Regions from separate parts of the Mus musculus genome. Here all the other regions are linked to region 3. A link is a contact called in public promoter capture Hi-C data. All regions are on one chromosome and are shown on one strand. The core of a region is the stretch at or near the end of the contact, and the rest is flanking DNA. Distances in the headings are between cores, read along the strand shown. Region 1 holds the start of 1810013A23Rik (RIKEN cDNA 1810013A23 gene). Region 2 holds the start of Tmem217 (transmembrane protein 217). Region 3 holds the start of 1700030A11Rik (RIKEN cDNA 1700030A11 gene).

Region 1 (4,991 bases), core at 2,226-4,725, 630 kb before region 3:
GACAGGCCGGAAAGGAGCGATAGAGCAAAGCTCTTCCTAGCTCAGTGTAGACAGGCCGGAAAGGAGCGATAGAGCAAAGCTCTTCCTAGCTCAGTGTAGACAGGCCGGAAAGGAGCGATAGAGCAAAGCTCTTCCTAGCTCAGTGTAGACAGGCCGGAAAGGAGCGATAGAGCAAAGCTCTTCCTAGCTCAGTGTAGACAGGCCGGAAAGGAGCGATAGAGCAAAGCTCTTCCTAGCTCAGTGTAGACAGGCCGGAAAGGAGCGATAGAGCAAAGCTCTTCCTAGCTCAGTGTAGACAGGCCGGAAAGGAGCGATAGAGCAAAGCTCTTCCTAGCTCAGTGTAGACAGGCCGGAAAGGAGCGATAGAGCAAAGCTCTTCCTAGCTCAGTGTAGACAGGCCGGAAAGGAGCGATAGAGCAAAGCTCTTCCTAGCTCAGTGTAGACAGGCCGGAAAGGAGCGATAGAGCAAAGCTCTTCCTAGCTCAGTGTAGACAGGCCGGAAAGGAGCGATAGAGCCCACTCTTCTTTGAACCAGTGAGGAAGCTTCCAGAACATGAAAATGTTCTGCTCTAGAGACTCAGAACAGGCCGGGTGGTGGTGGCGCACGCCTTTAATCCCAGCACTTGGTAGACAGAGGCAGGCGGATTTCTGAGTTCGAGGCCAGCCTGGTCTACAGAGTGAGTTCCAGGACAGCCAGGGCTACACAGAGAAACCCTGTCTTGAAAAAAATAAAAACAAAAACAAACAAAAAAAAGAGACTCAGAACAGGCAGTAGCTCCCGAGGCAGGCTGCAGGCACTCCACAGAGATGAAAGAGATGAACACTTCTCTTATGGACATGACATGAGCCAGCTCCTTCTGTTGGGGAGGAGGAGGTTAGAGGAGCTACATGCCTTGTTTGAGACAGACTTTTTCACTGGGACTTGGAGCTTGCTAAGTGGGCTAAGCTGGCTGGCCAGTGAGCCCCAGGGACCCGCCTGCCTCTGCCTCCCCAGTGTTGGGCTTACAGGTGCAGCCACCACACCCAGCTCTTTCATGTGAGCTCCAGGCATTCAACTCAGGTCCCCATAGTTATACAAGTGACTTACCAATTGTGCCGTCTGTCCCCCCCAGCCTGAGCTAGCTCAGTGTTTTAAATGAGCCACATAAGAAAGGGCAGGAAGAGCACACAGGCAGAGCACCCATGCTTAGGTCTCAGTCCCCTCTGGGCAGTCTTGAACTCGCCTTTGGTCAGCACATGCCTGCTCTGTACCCACCACTTGGGGAGCTTGTGGGAAACGAGGGTACCCAGCACTTGTCCTCCGAGGGCCTCACACATACACAGCATTAAGCAAAGCTTGCTGATGGTGACTGGTCAGGAGCGCTGTCAGCTCTTCCAGGGGCATTGGGATTGCTCTGGTGGGGACTGGACACTCAGGACCTCTCCAGGGTTCTGGAAGGGGTCACCATCACCCCTTGGCAACAGACACCTATGGTGACTTCAGGTGTGCCTGTGGTCACACCCCAGGCAGCCAAATGCATGTCAGATGCGTTAGCAAGCAGACGTGGGAAGAGCTGTGGATGGGGAGGCGGAGGCTTATCTAAGGAAGTGGTGGCCAAGCCCATGTCTGACGGATGAGGAGGCATAAGTCAGAGTGAGTAGTGGCTGAGGTGGCCCAGGCAGAAAGAGCTGCCTCAGTGGATGCCTCAGGGTAGGGAGCGCCCTACTGCTGGGTTTAAGATGTCAGGCCCTCTGCTTCTCCACTGACTTTGCCGACCTCTGGTGCTCTCTCTCTTTCTTCTGTCTCTTTCCACTCCGATTTAACTTACCTTATACTTACTGGTGTTTTGCCTGCATGTGTATCAGCATCATGTGTATGCAGTACTGCGTGAAAGCCAGAGGGGGTGTCAGATCTTCTTGGAACTGTAGTTAGAGACCGTGCAAGCGCTGGGGATGGAGCCTGAGGGTTAGTGCTCTTAACCACTGAGCCATCCGAGGTCTCCCCTCCGAAGTCCAACCTCAGAGTTAGGTTCACGTGTTATACCTGGGATCCAAGGCCACGGCCTGCGCCTTATCTGAGAGCTGGATGCCTCAGCGAGGTGCGGCTCACTGGCTCTGCCTGCCCCACTAGCCCTCCTGCTTGGCCTTTCCCACCTTGCCAGCGTTCATTCTTCTGCAGGCTCTGCTTCCTGTGTGGTCTCCTCACACAGCTGTTGGTGCCTGGGTCAGTGTGTTTACACATGCTCAGCACCCACGCCGGGCCAGGAAGTGACTCTACCTGAGGAGGACTCTGGCTGCTGTGCGTGCGTGCCTGCGGGAGCCTGCCCCTGGAGCCACATAAGAAAGGGCCTAAAGGACTGCAGGTTCCCAGCAGTCCCTGGCTGTCAGGATTTGGGAACAAGGAACAGAAATTTCCAGAAACCCTTCAATTTATAAATTATTCTGTGTCTTTCACACAGAATTTTAAAGGAATGTTTTCACTTTATGAATTTTAAAAGAAAAAAAACTGACTTTTCCTGCTTCCTTCATTTTTTGATGCCTGAGACAAAGGAGGGTCTCAGGCTCCAGATCTTCCCATATCTCTGTGCTGATAATGGCGTTTCAGGCACGGGGCCCCACACGCTCGTTTTAATTTAATTTTCTGATATGAAGTGTGAAGGCCTAAGTTCCATTTCCAGAGCCTGCACTAAAAGCTTGGCTGTGCACCTGCGAGCGCAGCACGGGGAGGTGGAGAGAGATGGGTCTCTGGGGCATACCGGCCAGCCTAGCCTGCTCACCAGCCTCCAGACCTGTGAGAAACCTTGTCTCAGAGGCGGGAGGTTGCTTTCCCTAGGAGGCCTGCCACCTGCAGGTTCAGGAAAGATCGTGGGTTCCCAGCCAGCCAGGACTATAGAATGGAAATCCCATTGTATAGAAGGCACCTAAAGGCCATGCCTTTAGTACCAGCAGAGGCCTGGAAGGACTGACCTCTGCGTGTGCGAGCCACTGGCGACCATCACTCCCATGTCATGAGTAATGGCAGTTAAGAAACGTTTTTTTTGTGAGCCGGGTGTGGTAGTGCACGCCTTTAATCCCAGCACTTGGGAGGCAGAGGCAGGCGGATTTCTGAGTTTGAGGCCAGCCTGGTCTACAAAGTGAGCTCCAGGACAGCCAGGACTACACAGAGAAACCCTGTCTCAAAAAACCAAAAAAAAAAAAAAAAAAAAAAAAAGAAAGAAGCGTTTTGTGATGAACCTTCAGAACCAGTATTCCTGGGTTTGGGACCACTCAACCCTGCTGCCTCTTCGCATGACTGTAACAGCACTTCCGGACCCGAGGCTGCGTGAGATTGAGCTCCCAGGCCAGGCCACTCTGCTCATGAGCCAAGCTTACTTGTGTTTGGGGACAGTCTTGCCTTGTCCCTGTGCCAGTCCTACCTCTGATGTGGTTGGCCAGCACTAAGGTCACTCCAGTACAGGGCTCCCAGGACACCACACCCTGTGTTTCCCAGCGCCCTGTGCACCTGGCAGTCTCAGGTAGAAAGCAGGCCCTCCGCTGGGCTAGCTGCAGGCCCCCTGCCTGCTCTCAGCCTCTTTTAGAGGGAAGGCTGTGTCCAAGGTATCCTGCAGGCACCCTTCCAACCCCCACCTACTCCCTCGGGGACGTGCAGGCTGTAAGGAGCAGACTGTGAGCCATGGTAAGGTCAGTGCCTAGGGTTCCCAAGCTGGCCTGTGAATCCCAGGTAGATAAGGAAGGCCCTGCCTCGATCTGGACTCCTGGGGAAGAGAGAAGCAGGAAGCTTCAGTGGGGAAAGGTGCGGAAGGCCTTGCCAAGCAGGTTATGGTGGGTGGGGAGCTACCACCTGCTGTAGCCCCAGGATTTGGGTGGAGACTGTGGTAGAGGCCTCCAGAAAAGAGGGCTGGGCAGCTGAGTGCCGAGTGGCCCGGGACTGGCTGAGTGGCCTCTGCTGCGGCGGCCCACAGCCAGCCCACAGACCTGTCTCTATCCAGTTTGCAGCATCCGCATCCTCAAGGAAGCCGCTCCTGAGCCCTGGGTGAGTAGAGAGGACTCTGTCCCTAGCACTCCTCGGTGTCCTCCAGAGCATTTATTGTTGAGAAGTCGGTGGCTAGGGCTGAATCAGTTTGTTGTCTTTCCTGTCTGGGCCACCTTGTCCTCTGCCTATTGCCACAGCACCAAGACAGTCAGCTCTCTGGGCGTTCCGAGTGCCTGTTCTGTGCTGTCCTCCCTCTTCGGCCTCCCGGGAAGCTCATGAGTTGGAGGCCAAGGCCGGAGAGTCCTGGCAAGGAACAGGTTGCTCTGTGCAGGCTGGGGAAAGTGCTGGGATGTCTTCCCCTGGCTCATGGCCACCTCAGAGCCTGCATTTCAGCACTCCTGAATGAACCAGTGTTTACAGGTTGTCCCTGTCACCAGTGTAACATCTGGTGCACAGAGGCATGTGTCCTCGGCATTCTGTGTCGAGCCGGTTCCTTGCTTGTGAGGTGAAGGAGCCCAGTGTGACCTGAGTGTGTGAGGTGTACTGTCCTGTTAATGTGGTGTGCAGGTGTCACCCCTGTAGCCTGCTTCCGGCGTTATTTCTCTGTCACATCCGCAGACCCCCTCCTGAGTGAGCGTGCAGGCTGCCAAGGGAATCTGGGGGATCCTAGCGGGTAGATCTGTGGAGGGCATGGTTGGGCTCCCATCTCTAGAGTGCTCTACTAGGGCAGGGAGAGCCCATCTGCTCCGCTGCCTCTCCACTCAACCGCTTTGTCCCTTTTCTCAGGGACCAGGAAAGCCTTGGGGACTTCCTGCTTTCCAGAGCTGAGTGAAGCAGCCCTTATCTGGAACTCGAAAGCCCCAGGAGGTGTGTGCTCAGAAGCAAACAGAGGCTGACCTGAGGCTTCCTTACGTCAGCACCCTCCTCAACTGCTCCTGGGAGCTTAGCCGATGCTTTTCTTTAAAGTTCTTACTTATGTACATTTGTTTGTTTGTTTGTTTGTTTGTTTGTTGTTATCTCTGTGTGTGCCTGTGCCCAT
Region 2 (5,069 bases), core at 887-3,386, 640 kb after region 3:
AGAATAAAGATAATTATCATCAGTCACAAGGAGACTTTAGTATATTCTCCTGTTGTACAACACTATCCTGAGAGCCAAATATATTTGTATAAAGTCATATGTGTAAAGTTTTGTCCTAATTGAACATGGCTTTGGTGTCATGGGGAGGCACTGAGTACACCGGCTGGGGAGGGGGTTCCATCTGGGTGGCTATAGGGGAAGCAAACATCCATGCTTCATGCAGATTTTCCAGTGTATCTGCTTTAGGGTCGCCCACACTCCTAACTACAACCCATCTCAAACTCTGTAAGTAAGCCTAATAAACTCATGAGTGAACTCTGGTGGAATCAAACTTTTGTTTGTTATTGGGATTGTGGAAGGAGAAGGGTAGAAGACTGTTTAGTTTCCTCCTTCTCCCTCCTCCCCCTCCCAAGAAAATTCTTTCACTTTCTTAGGGGTTAGTGTGTCTGAAGAGAGAGACAGTATATATAATAAATCTTTAAAGGGAAAAATGATAAGATACAAGTCTATAAAAGAACAGTGGTTCAGTAGAAATAGCCCTTTTCATCTAACTCTTATCATGCTTATTACTTTTTACATTTACTTTATGTATGTGAGTACCCTGTTGCTGTCTTCAGACACACCAGAAGAGGGCATCAGATCCAATTACAGATGGTTGTGAGCTACCATGTGGTTGCTGGGATTTGAACTCAGGACCTCTGGAAGAGCAGTCAGTGCTCTTAACCTCTGAGCCATCTCCCCAGCCTCCTATCATGTTTACTTTTATTTGTGTGTGTGTGTGTGTATGTGGTGTGTGTGTGTATGTGGTGTGTGTGTGTATGTGGTGTGTGTGTGTATGTGTGTTAACAACATGTATGCAATGTCCACAGAAGCCAAAAAAGGGTGTCTGATCCCTTGGATCTGGAATTTCAGGCCATTATGAGCCACCTGTTGTGGGTACTTGGGAACCGAACTCAGGTCCTCTGAAAGGGCAGCACATGCTTTTAACCCCTGGGCCACCTGTTCAGGTCTACAGTCCTAGTCTTTTAACATTAGCAAGCAAAAGAAGCCTGAAAACTGGGAGTAATGTCTATGTAAAAAGAAATCACTGAGGGACATATAGAAGGTGTTTCTTTAGGTGGGAAAAGAAGGAGCCTTGAGAATTTGCCAGTATGTTGGGCCAGCAAGATGGCTCAATGGGTATAGGGGCTTACAGCCAGTCTTGACGACCTGAGTTCGGTGAGAAGAGAAAACTGAAGTTCTCCTTTGACCTCTCTCTCTCTCTCTCTCTCTCTCTCTCTCTCTCTCTCTCTCCTCTCTCTCTCTCTCTCACACACACACACACACTGAATAAATGTAATGTATTTTTCAATATTTAGAAACCCTAGGGTGTTAGTACAGAGATGGATTGAGCAGTAGCTCGCACATATCCACAGTTCCTTGTCTGAACAAACATTTCTTCGGAGTAGAAAAAGGAAGTACCCTCCATCTTCCCCCAAATGTCCCAGAACACACTCAAAAAAGAGAGGTAGTCATTAACATGACACCCAAAGGAGACAACATGCTAAAATTAGATCTCATTTTGAGTCAAAATTAGATTGAAAAATGAATCTATAGATGGAAGATTTATAGCCAGTTAATAAAGGAGTTGAGGATATTGGGGGTACATCCTTCATCTTCCTGATTGTTGCCATGGGGATGAACAACGTCCCTAGAGAAAATGCTACTTGGAGGATAAATTAGTATTTCCTAAGCATGACTTCTCAGTATCTGGATCCTCATAACCAGAAAGAGTCAGACCCGAAGAAGGGATTACATCACGAAGTTCAGTTAGCGGAAGAAAGGGGGAGTCTGATAAATCAACTGCTACTCATACAACAGTTACCCGCACTGGGGTATGGCCGGAACTGTCCTCTGCGAAACTAGGACCATAAGGGAACAAGGCGGGGGTGGGGGGGTGGGGGGGTAACCACCCTGGGTGCCATTGAGGTGAGGGACATTAAAAAATGTTCATTATTACATGAGGCCTTCCTTTAAAGACTAATGTATACAAATGTTATGGTTTCTCCTTACCCCTCTCCACCAAGACAACCCCAGAACCTCAGCCCATCAAAGGCAACAGTCCCATCTACTTCTTCCTCGCAGTACCTGGTTCTCTGCCTCCGGGGAGTAGGAACTTTCAGCCCCGCCTTCCTGCCCATCTAAGCCCCGCCTCCCCGGCCCACCTGTGTGCCCAGCCCCTGACGTTGCCGCGGGCCTTCAGCGGCCCGCAGGATCCGGGATCCTCATTGGTCCATCCGCCCACCGGCCTGCTCAGCCCACCAATGGCAACGGTGTTGGGCGGGGGGAGTGCCCACATCCAAGATGGCGCCCCCAGGAGCTGGGAGCGGGTGACCGGCGGCGGGGAAGCGGCCTGGGCTGGCCCTCAGATTGCGGGGTCCCGGGGGCCTGTCGCGGGGCCCCCCCGTGACCCACCGACCAGGCCTTCCCCCGGGCCGGAGAGATGGCCGCCGAGAACAGCAAGCAGTTCTGGAAGAGGAGCGCCAAGCTACCGGGGAGGTGAGCCCAGGACGCTGAGGGGAGTGGGGATTGGACCCAAAGCCTTCCAGATCCTGGTCCCTGAATCCCTCCGTCTTGGGGTACCCCCGAGGCCGGAGGGCTGGTGTCGGAGTAGCCCAGGCTGGAGCAGCTGTCAATCAGAGGAGCCTGGCCAGCTTGGGTGTGGGGTGCAGACTGGGGTCTGGGGGCGGGGAACCTCAGCTGGGAGGTGTCAGGGGACCAGTGTGAGGGGCAGTGGAGTTGGGCGAGTTGCCATTGTCAGCGTAGCCGTGGAGGGCCACCTGCAGACCGCTTCCGACTTTCTACAGAACTCCTTAGGGGTCTCCAACAGCATGGGTGGCTGCTTGCATGAGGGTTGGTGGCCCCATGGCCTTGGTTCCCAGCCCATCATCACATTCCTGTCTTCCCTTGGACTCCCAAAGGGGTTCTGATAGGAGAGCCTGGGCCAGGCCTGCAGGGGTATGAGCAAGACAGGGGAGGGGGAATTCTCAAGCCTGACCTTACTCTGTCTTGAGTTGGTCCTTTCTTTTGAGAAATTATTACAGGGTGGCCGCAGGGTGGAGAATAAGTTATTCCTTCTGGCATCCCGGAGAAGTGATGATTTTTCAGTGTGGATGCATTAAGTTCTTTTATTCTTGTTTTGTTGGAGAGCAGACCTTTCAAGCAACTTATTCCCTTAGTGTTTCTTTCTCTTGTTAGTGTATGTTGACACTGAGCAATTGTCTCTCAGTCAGGCTGCCTTTTGGTTTACTGGTTCCGTTTGTTTTGGGTGATGTCCTGAAAAATGAAAGCCCTATGTGTTTCACTACTGAATTTAAGATTTCTGCCAGCCACAGGCTGCTTGGTGTTAAGAGTTTGTGTCTGGTCACCGCCCTCATGAGTTCTATCCTTAGTGATTTTCCTGTTAAGTCTTTTTTTGTTCAGGTGTAGTCCTTTGACCTGTGACCTCGCACTCTTCCCTTCCTCCTTTCCCTCTCTCTCTCCCCTCTTTCCCATTCTCTCTCCTCCTTCTCTTCCCCTCCCCCTCCCTCTCCTCTTTCTCCCCCTCTTCCGTTCTCTCTTCACACTGTTGAAGACACTCTGCCACTGAGTTACACACAGCCCTCGCCCCCTTCTTCAAGCGAAAGAGAAACTGAGAGTCAGCATTGGCTGTGTAACTTTTCTGAGCTGTCATTACACACGTGGAGAAAGTTGAGGGACCAGGTTTTAGCAATGTGTGCTAATATAATAGCAGGGGAGGCAAAGCTAGCTTTGGGTTGAAGTGCTGTGGGGCTAGGGTGTTCACACATTGAACAGTGACACTGTGTTTTTAGATAAGCTCCGCTTCCTGCCACAGATTTCTTTTCCTTCCTGCTTGAGTGAGCTCTCCAGCTGCGTGGACTGCTCTTCTCTGGGAGTTTGCTCTGGAGGGGTCATTTCATTTTGATATCCTAAGATAACGATCATTGGGAAAATGGTGACGTCAGGAAGCAGGGGTGAGGACAATGGGCGATGGATGGTCTTTGTGCCTTTGGACTGCCAGATGTGGTGTATTAATGGCCTTTTGTCTTTTTCTTCTACTGGCCTACAGGAAGTCAACTTTTTAAAAGTACCACTTTAAATAATTATATTTATTCATCTACTTAATCAGTGTGTGTGTGTGTGTGTGTGTGTGTGTGTGTATGTGTGTGTGTATGCCACAGTGCTCACGTAGAGGTCAGAGGACAATTTACAGGAGTCAGTTCTCTGCTTCCACCCCGTGGATCTCAGGGCTTGAACTCAGGTCATCAGGCTTAGCCGCAAGCATCGTTATCTGCTGAGCCTTTTTGATGGCCCAAAAGCATTGCTTTTGCTAGCTAGGAGGATTCTTCAGTTTCTTCAAATCTCTGGCTTCCTTTTTCATTTTGAAACATAGAGCCACAGAGGCAAGAATCTTGGAGTCCAGGTCACCACCATTTATCATTATTATTATCATTACCATTGTCATCGTCATCATCATTGACATCGTCCTTCAGATTCTCTGATCTGTAGGACTCACAATCTATTTAAGCTTCAGTTTCCTATGAAGTGGGGACTAAAAACTCTTCCCTCAGAATTCCCCGAAGGCTAACCAAAATGCCCTATTTGTAAAGAACCCAGGACAGTGTTTATTTAGTACACTGTACTTGCTCTATAAATAGTCATTATTAATTGTCCTCTTGTTATTAGAGCAAGCAGACATTTAAAAGGATGTGTCTCAGCTCCCCAGAGCTAGTTATTTGTCTCCTTTATTATAGAGGCATAAAAATGTTGCCATGATCCATAAACCCTGACCCATACCTTGCCTGGTGAGGGCGGTGTTGTCTCCTGTACACTCTTGGCAGAGAGTCCCAGACAGCTTGGGGCTGTGGGGAGAAGCTGGTGTTGGTTCCCATAGAAGGTGCTTTGGTTCCAGAACAGAACTTTGATGTCTGAACTCTTTTGAGTGTGGAGATGGCCGAGCATGTGCTGGGTCCTCAGAGATGTAGAGAGCTACTTTTCTCTTCTTTGCAGTTTGAAAGGTGAGAAAAGTC
Region 3 (4,826 bases), core at 443-2,942:
AGAGTACCGACTGCTTTTCCAGAGGTCCTGAGTTCAATTCCCAGAAACCACATGGTGCCTCACAGCCATCTATAATGGGATCTGATGCCCTCTTCTGGTATGTCTGAAGACAGCTACAGTGTAGTGATATAAAATAAATAAGTAAATCTTAAAAAAAAAAAAAAAACAACTGATGGGGCTGCAGAGATGGCTCAGAGGTTAGGAGCACTGACTGCTCTTCCAGAGGTCTTGAGTTCAATTCCCAGCAACCACATGGTGGCTCACAACCATCTCTAATGGGATCTGATGCCCTCTTCTGGTGTGACTGAGAAACGTGACAGTATACTCACATACATAAAATAAGTAAATAAATAAATCTTTAAAAAAAAAAAAAAACCCGGGCAGTGGTGGCGCAAGCCTTTAATCCCAGCACTTGGGAGGCAGAGGCAGGCAGATTTCTGAGTTCGAGGCCAACCTGGTCTACAGAGTGAGTTCCAGGACAGCCAGGACTATGCAGAGAAATCCTGTCTCGAACAAAAACAAATAATAATAATAATAAAACCGATAACTGTATGGAAACCTCCCTTCTGTGTTCTCAGCCCCTTCCTGGCACCACGGCAGCTCTCAGCCGCCCACCTAACGGCAATAACCACGCTCGGTAGCAACACAACCTGTTGGCTGACAGGCCGACCCTGCTATACCTTACAGGCAGTCATTCAATTAGAACTTCCAGCAAATCTCAAGGTCCAGCCTTGCAAAATGGGGAAACTGAGGCTAACGGGTGAAATGTGCTGTCTCCACAGCCCGAGGCCTCCCACAGAGAGACTGAAATAGGCCTTGGCCTCCCTCGCTCTGCCTCAACTTGCCCTTTCCAAATGGCAGAGTCTAGACAGATGGGCTATTTGCTGGAGGTGGGGGGGTAGGGGTGGCGGAGGGGGGTGTTTCTGAGGGGCAAGGGACTAACTGGATTCGGAGGCTCTGTCCAGCAGTGGCTTCTCCTCGGGTCCCTGAAATATGGCAGCTGGTGTGTGGAGCTCAGAGGGATGGGAGCCTCCACCATCTACAGACGGGACCTCTTGGAACTCAGGCGCCTCCAAGTCTGGGAAGCAGAAAGTCACAGTCAGTGTGTGTGTCAGCCACGCCCAGCAACCTGAGCCTGGGCAGGTGCCAGTGTACGCCACCCGTGGGCTCTGCAAGGCTTGCAAGGCTATGCCGGGTCTGGGGCTCTGTTTGCGGACCCCGACCATGCTCTCTGCATGAAAAGAACTGTCTTTCCTTGGCTTCTCTTTTTCTTTCCATGGGGTTTCCTTACCTAGCCGCTGTTTTCGGTTGGTCCACTAGGGGGCAGAAGGTGCCTGGCTCCGTGCCACGAATGAAGAAGAGCCATGGCCTAAACCGCCTTGCATGAAAATCTCTCCTCTTATGACCCCAAATCCACGCTCTCCTGACAACGGTGTCATACAAGTCTAGCCCCCATCCACCCTAACGCCCACGAAGAGCCAACGAGACCAGCCCTTCTCCCTCCGGCTCTGGCTCTGAGGGATCCCACTTGTACCCAAGTGAGACCATGTGGAGGGGAAAAGCTTTGATCTCTTCTCCATCTCCATCCTCCCTACACTGCTCAAGGCATAGTGTGGGCATCAGAAAGATTCCAGAGCAGGAGGCAGCTGCAGTTGCTATGGCAACTGCTAGAGCCTGCTTACCAAGGCTGCTGGAGGTGGAAGCTCGCTGGCTACTAACACACAGGGGTAGGAAGCTGGGCCTCTTGGGCCGGGTTTCTGGGCCCAGGGTAGTGGCTGTGCCGACTCTCTTGGGTTCCTCAGAGGCAGGCTTCTTGAGGGATAAGACTCTCTTCAGGCTGGACTTCTTCTCCTGGGATTTCTTCCTGGGGAGTGGCGTTGGCTTTCGTGGAGGAACCGCTTCTGGCTGAGGGATTTGCACTTGCTGTGGGGAGGAGAAAGAAACTGGGTTAGATCCCTGGCCTTGAGGAGAGGCGAAAGGCAACCCCAGACAGGGCCGACCCAGAGCGGGAGGTGGCTTCTGGAATTAGGGAGTGGGGCTAACTGGACGGGGAGGCGGGGCACGAACCGGGAGCTGCAGCAGCTCTGCAGGCGCTCTCTGATGCCTGCGCCTCCTCACCTCTTCTTCCAGTTGGTCTCCAGCTTTCTTGAGCAATTCCACAATCTGCCAGATGACATCATCCTCTGCAAGAGAGCATGGGTCCCACCACTCCTAGGTATGCAGACAGTATCCAGATCTGGACTCCCAGGGAGAACGAAACCAGCCTGGATCCCTCAGGATTGAGGTTCCCCAATACCCAAAGACCCTCCCATCCCCCCCCAATACCCAAAGACCCTCTCATCCCCCACCATCCTGACTGAATATGGGAAAGTATTTTTGAGGCAAAGTATGACTTTTTAAATGTGTTAATTTTTTATAATTCAATTATTAGGGAGAAGAGAAACACATGTGGCGATCAGAGGATATCTCTCGGAAGCCAGTTCTCTCCTTTTATTATATGGGTCCCAGGAATCAAACTCACATCATCGGGGCTTGCTGGAACATGCCTTTACCCTCTGAGCCATCTCACAGCCCAAAGCATGATGTTTTATGCAGGGATTTAAGGCCCGATGTCCACCTGCCCTGTCAACTGAGCTTTCTAGATCTGGGAACTTTGAATTGGTAGTGGCTAAATCACTTTCCCCTCCGGATCTTTACAGCTTTCCCTGCGAAATATGGGTCACAATCTCTCATGGGCTGTCAGGACATCAAACAAAGGAGCAGGAGTTAGAAACATTTCCCAAGGCTGATTCCAAGTCTTCCAGCCCCACATAATAACAGGTCCCTATCCTAAGGCACAGAGAGGACATCAGCTGGCGCTCCACAGGTCACACTGGACCTGCCCCATGGCTGCTTCCACTACTCCTCACACCAGAACATTTCCTTGGGTGGCTTGTTTTGCCTTACACAAGGGTGATGTGCCCACTCCACTAGCTGCACCCCAAAGGTCTGTTTGCATGAAATGTCAAACTAACAAGCGACTCTGCCCCCGGCTTCCTGTTTCCTGACACTATCTACAGTTCATTTTCCTCTCAGGCAAGGCAATGGTAAAGTAAATACCTTACAAACTGGCCACAGAAATGCCTTTCCATCCCTTGCATACCCTGCCTTTAAAAATGCCGCCCTCGTTTTTAGACAATTAAATGAAGAGGGTATTGTGAGGTGTTCTGATTGTGTATGAGGTTGGACGCACTACTGAGAGACGGGTGTTTAAGTCTGTATGGATGAAGCTTCGTTTTATTCCCTGTAATTCTGCAAGAAGATTCAGAGCACACTGAAGGCTCCTCACTGTGGCCGTTGGACAGTTCTTTCCATTTTTCCATGTAGCTGCCTTGTTTAGTTAAGCCCAAGACCTTTTACCTGCTAACACAGGGTCCCTGTCTAACTACACCTTTAGTCTCTATTCAATAGATAGGTGGTAGGTATAATAGATAGATAAAGATAGACATAATAGATGAATGGATAGATAAGATGATAGATTAGATAGGTTAGATAGATAAGATATAAATATATAAAATAGAATTGGTGATAGATAATAGATGGGTGGATGGATAGATGGATGGATGGATGGATGGATGGATGGATGAATAGATAGATAGATAGATAGATAGATAGATAGATAGATAGATAGATAGATGGATGGATAGATGATAGATAGACTAGATGATAGATTAGATAGAATAGATGAAATAGGTAGATAGGCTAGATAAATAGATGACAGATTAGATAGATGATAGATGGATAGATAGATGACAGATAGATAAATAGATAGATAGATAAATAGATAAATAGGGTCTCATGTAGCTCCAAGTGGCCTCTGATTCACTACATAGCAGATAATCTTGAACCAATCCTCTTGCCTCCACCTCCCCAGTGCTGGGATTACACGTGTACACTACCACAACCCAATTACACAATGCTGGGGATTTTTTTTTTTAAAGAGGGAACTTTTTTTTTTTTTTAGATTTATTTATTTATTATATGTAAGTACATTGTAGCTGTCTTCAGACACACCAGAAGAGGGCATCCAATCTCATTACAGATGGTTGTGAGCCACCATGTGGTTGCTGGGATTTGAACTCAGGACCTTTTGAAGAGCAGTCAGTGTTCTTACCTGCTGAGCCATCTCTCCAGCCCCAATGCTGGGGATCTAATGCCAGCTTCCTGATGCCAGGCAAGGGCTGTGCAAACTGAGGTGCATCCCTGCTCTGTCTCCTACATATTTCAAGATATATTTTAAGAAATTGAAGGCCAAGTGTGGTGGCGAATGCCTTTAATCCCAGCACTTGGGAGGCAGAGGCAGGTGGATTTCTGAATTCAAGGCCAGCCTGGTCTAAAAGTGAGTTCCAGGACAGCCAGGGCTATACAGAGAAATCCTGTCTCGAAAAACCAAAAAAAAAAAAAAAAAAAAAAAAGAAAAAGAAAAAGAAATTGAAAGCAAAGCCACGTTGCCATGGTCACAGAAGCAGGAGCACTTGCCAGCAGCCTTTCTGCTGCCTCAGCCTCTCTCCTGCTAGACTCTAAAATAAGTTCACAATGCCAGAAGCAGCAGGACAGGCAAGACAGATCCGCACGCACGTGTGCACTGAACAAGCCCTCTAGTCTGGTGCAGACTCCCACCCACAAGGAAAGAAAGATGCTAGGATTCGGACTCACGGTCAGGCTTCCTGGGGTCCTCTTCTAATGGAGGACCTGAGGCTTGGCCAAAGCTGTCTGGGGTTTCAGCATGGTCTCCTTCAGTGGGCAAGGCCTGAGGAAGGTCAGAATCTGGTCCCCCTGGAAATCAA

Evidence for each region. Promoter capture Hi-C pulls out the DNA fragments that hold promoters and counts their contacts.
Region 1: a contact with region 3 is called in a promoter capture Hi-C map of neutrophils, with 4 times the contacts expected there. The contact joins the promoter of 1810013A23Rik here to the promoter of 1700030A11Rik in region 3. A contact is called at or near these places in 4 of 39 promoter capture datasets (the 3T3-L1 cell line, liver and neutrophils) and 1 of 115 datasets of contacts at active chromatin or transcription factors (pancreatic cancer cells).
Region 2: a contact with region 3 is called in a promoter capture Hi-C map of the HPC-7 cell line. The contact joins the promoter of Tmem217 here to the promoter of 1700030A11Rik in region 3. A contact is called at or near these places in 3 of 39 promoter capture datasets (the HPC-7 cell line, cranial neural crest and hematopoietic stem and progenitor cells), 2 of 115 datasets of contacts at active chromatin or transcription factors (bone marrow-derived macrophages and thymic regulatory T cells) and 1 of 9 other capture datasets (liver).

Annotation. Positions count from the first base shown.
Region 1 is chr17:28,268,233-28,273,223 of GRCm38.p6, forward strand. 1810013A23Rik (RIKEN cDNA 1810013A23 gene) reads left to right here and starts at 3,476. Exons shown (of 3, transcript NR_045427.1): 1 at 3,476-3,655; 2 at 3,969-4,012; 3 at 4,739-4,931. The region is part of intron 2 of Ppard (peroxisome proliferator activator receptor delta); the gene reads left to right.
Region 2 is chr17:29,547,457-29,552,525 of GRCm38.p6, forward strand. It overlaps Tmem217 (transmembrane protein 217), which reads right to left and starts at 2,137. Exons shown (of 3, transcript NM_001162901.1): 1 at 2,053-2,137. Tbc1d22b (TBC1 domain family, member 22B) reads left to right here and starts at 2,346. Exons shown (of 13, transcript NM_198647.1): 1 at 2,346-2,538. The coding sequence starts at 2,483.
Region 3 is chr17:28,903,573-28,908,398 of GRCm38.p6, forward strand. 1700030A11Rik (RIKEN cDNA 1700030A11 gene) reads left to right here and starts at 1,693. Exons shown (of 3, transcript NR_045457.1): 1 at 1,693-1,727; 2 at 2,131-2,215; 3 at 2,432-3,199. Bnip5 (BCL2 interacting protein 5) reads right to left here. Exons shown (of 12, transcript NM_172450.3): 3 at 4,696-4,815; 4 at 2,119-2,183; 5 at 1,683-1,923; 6 at 944-1,078.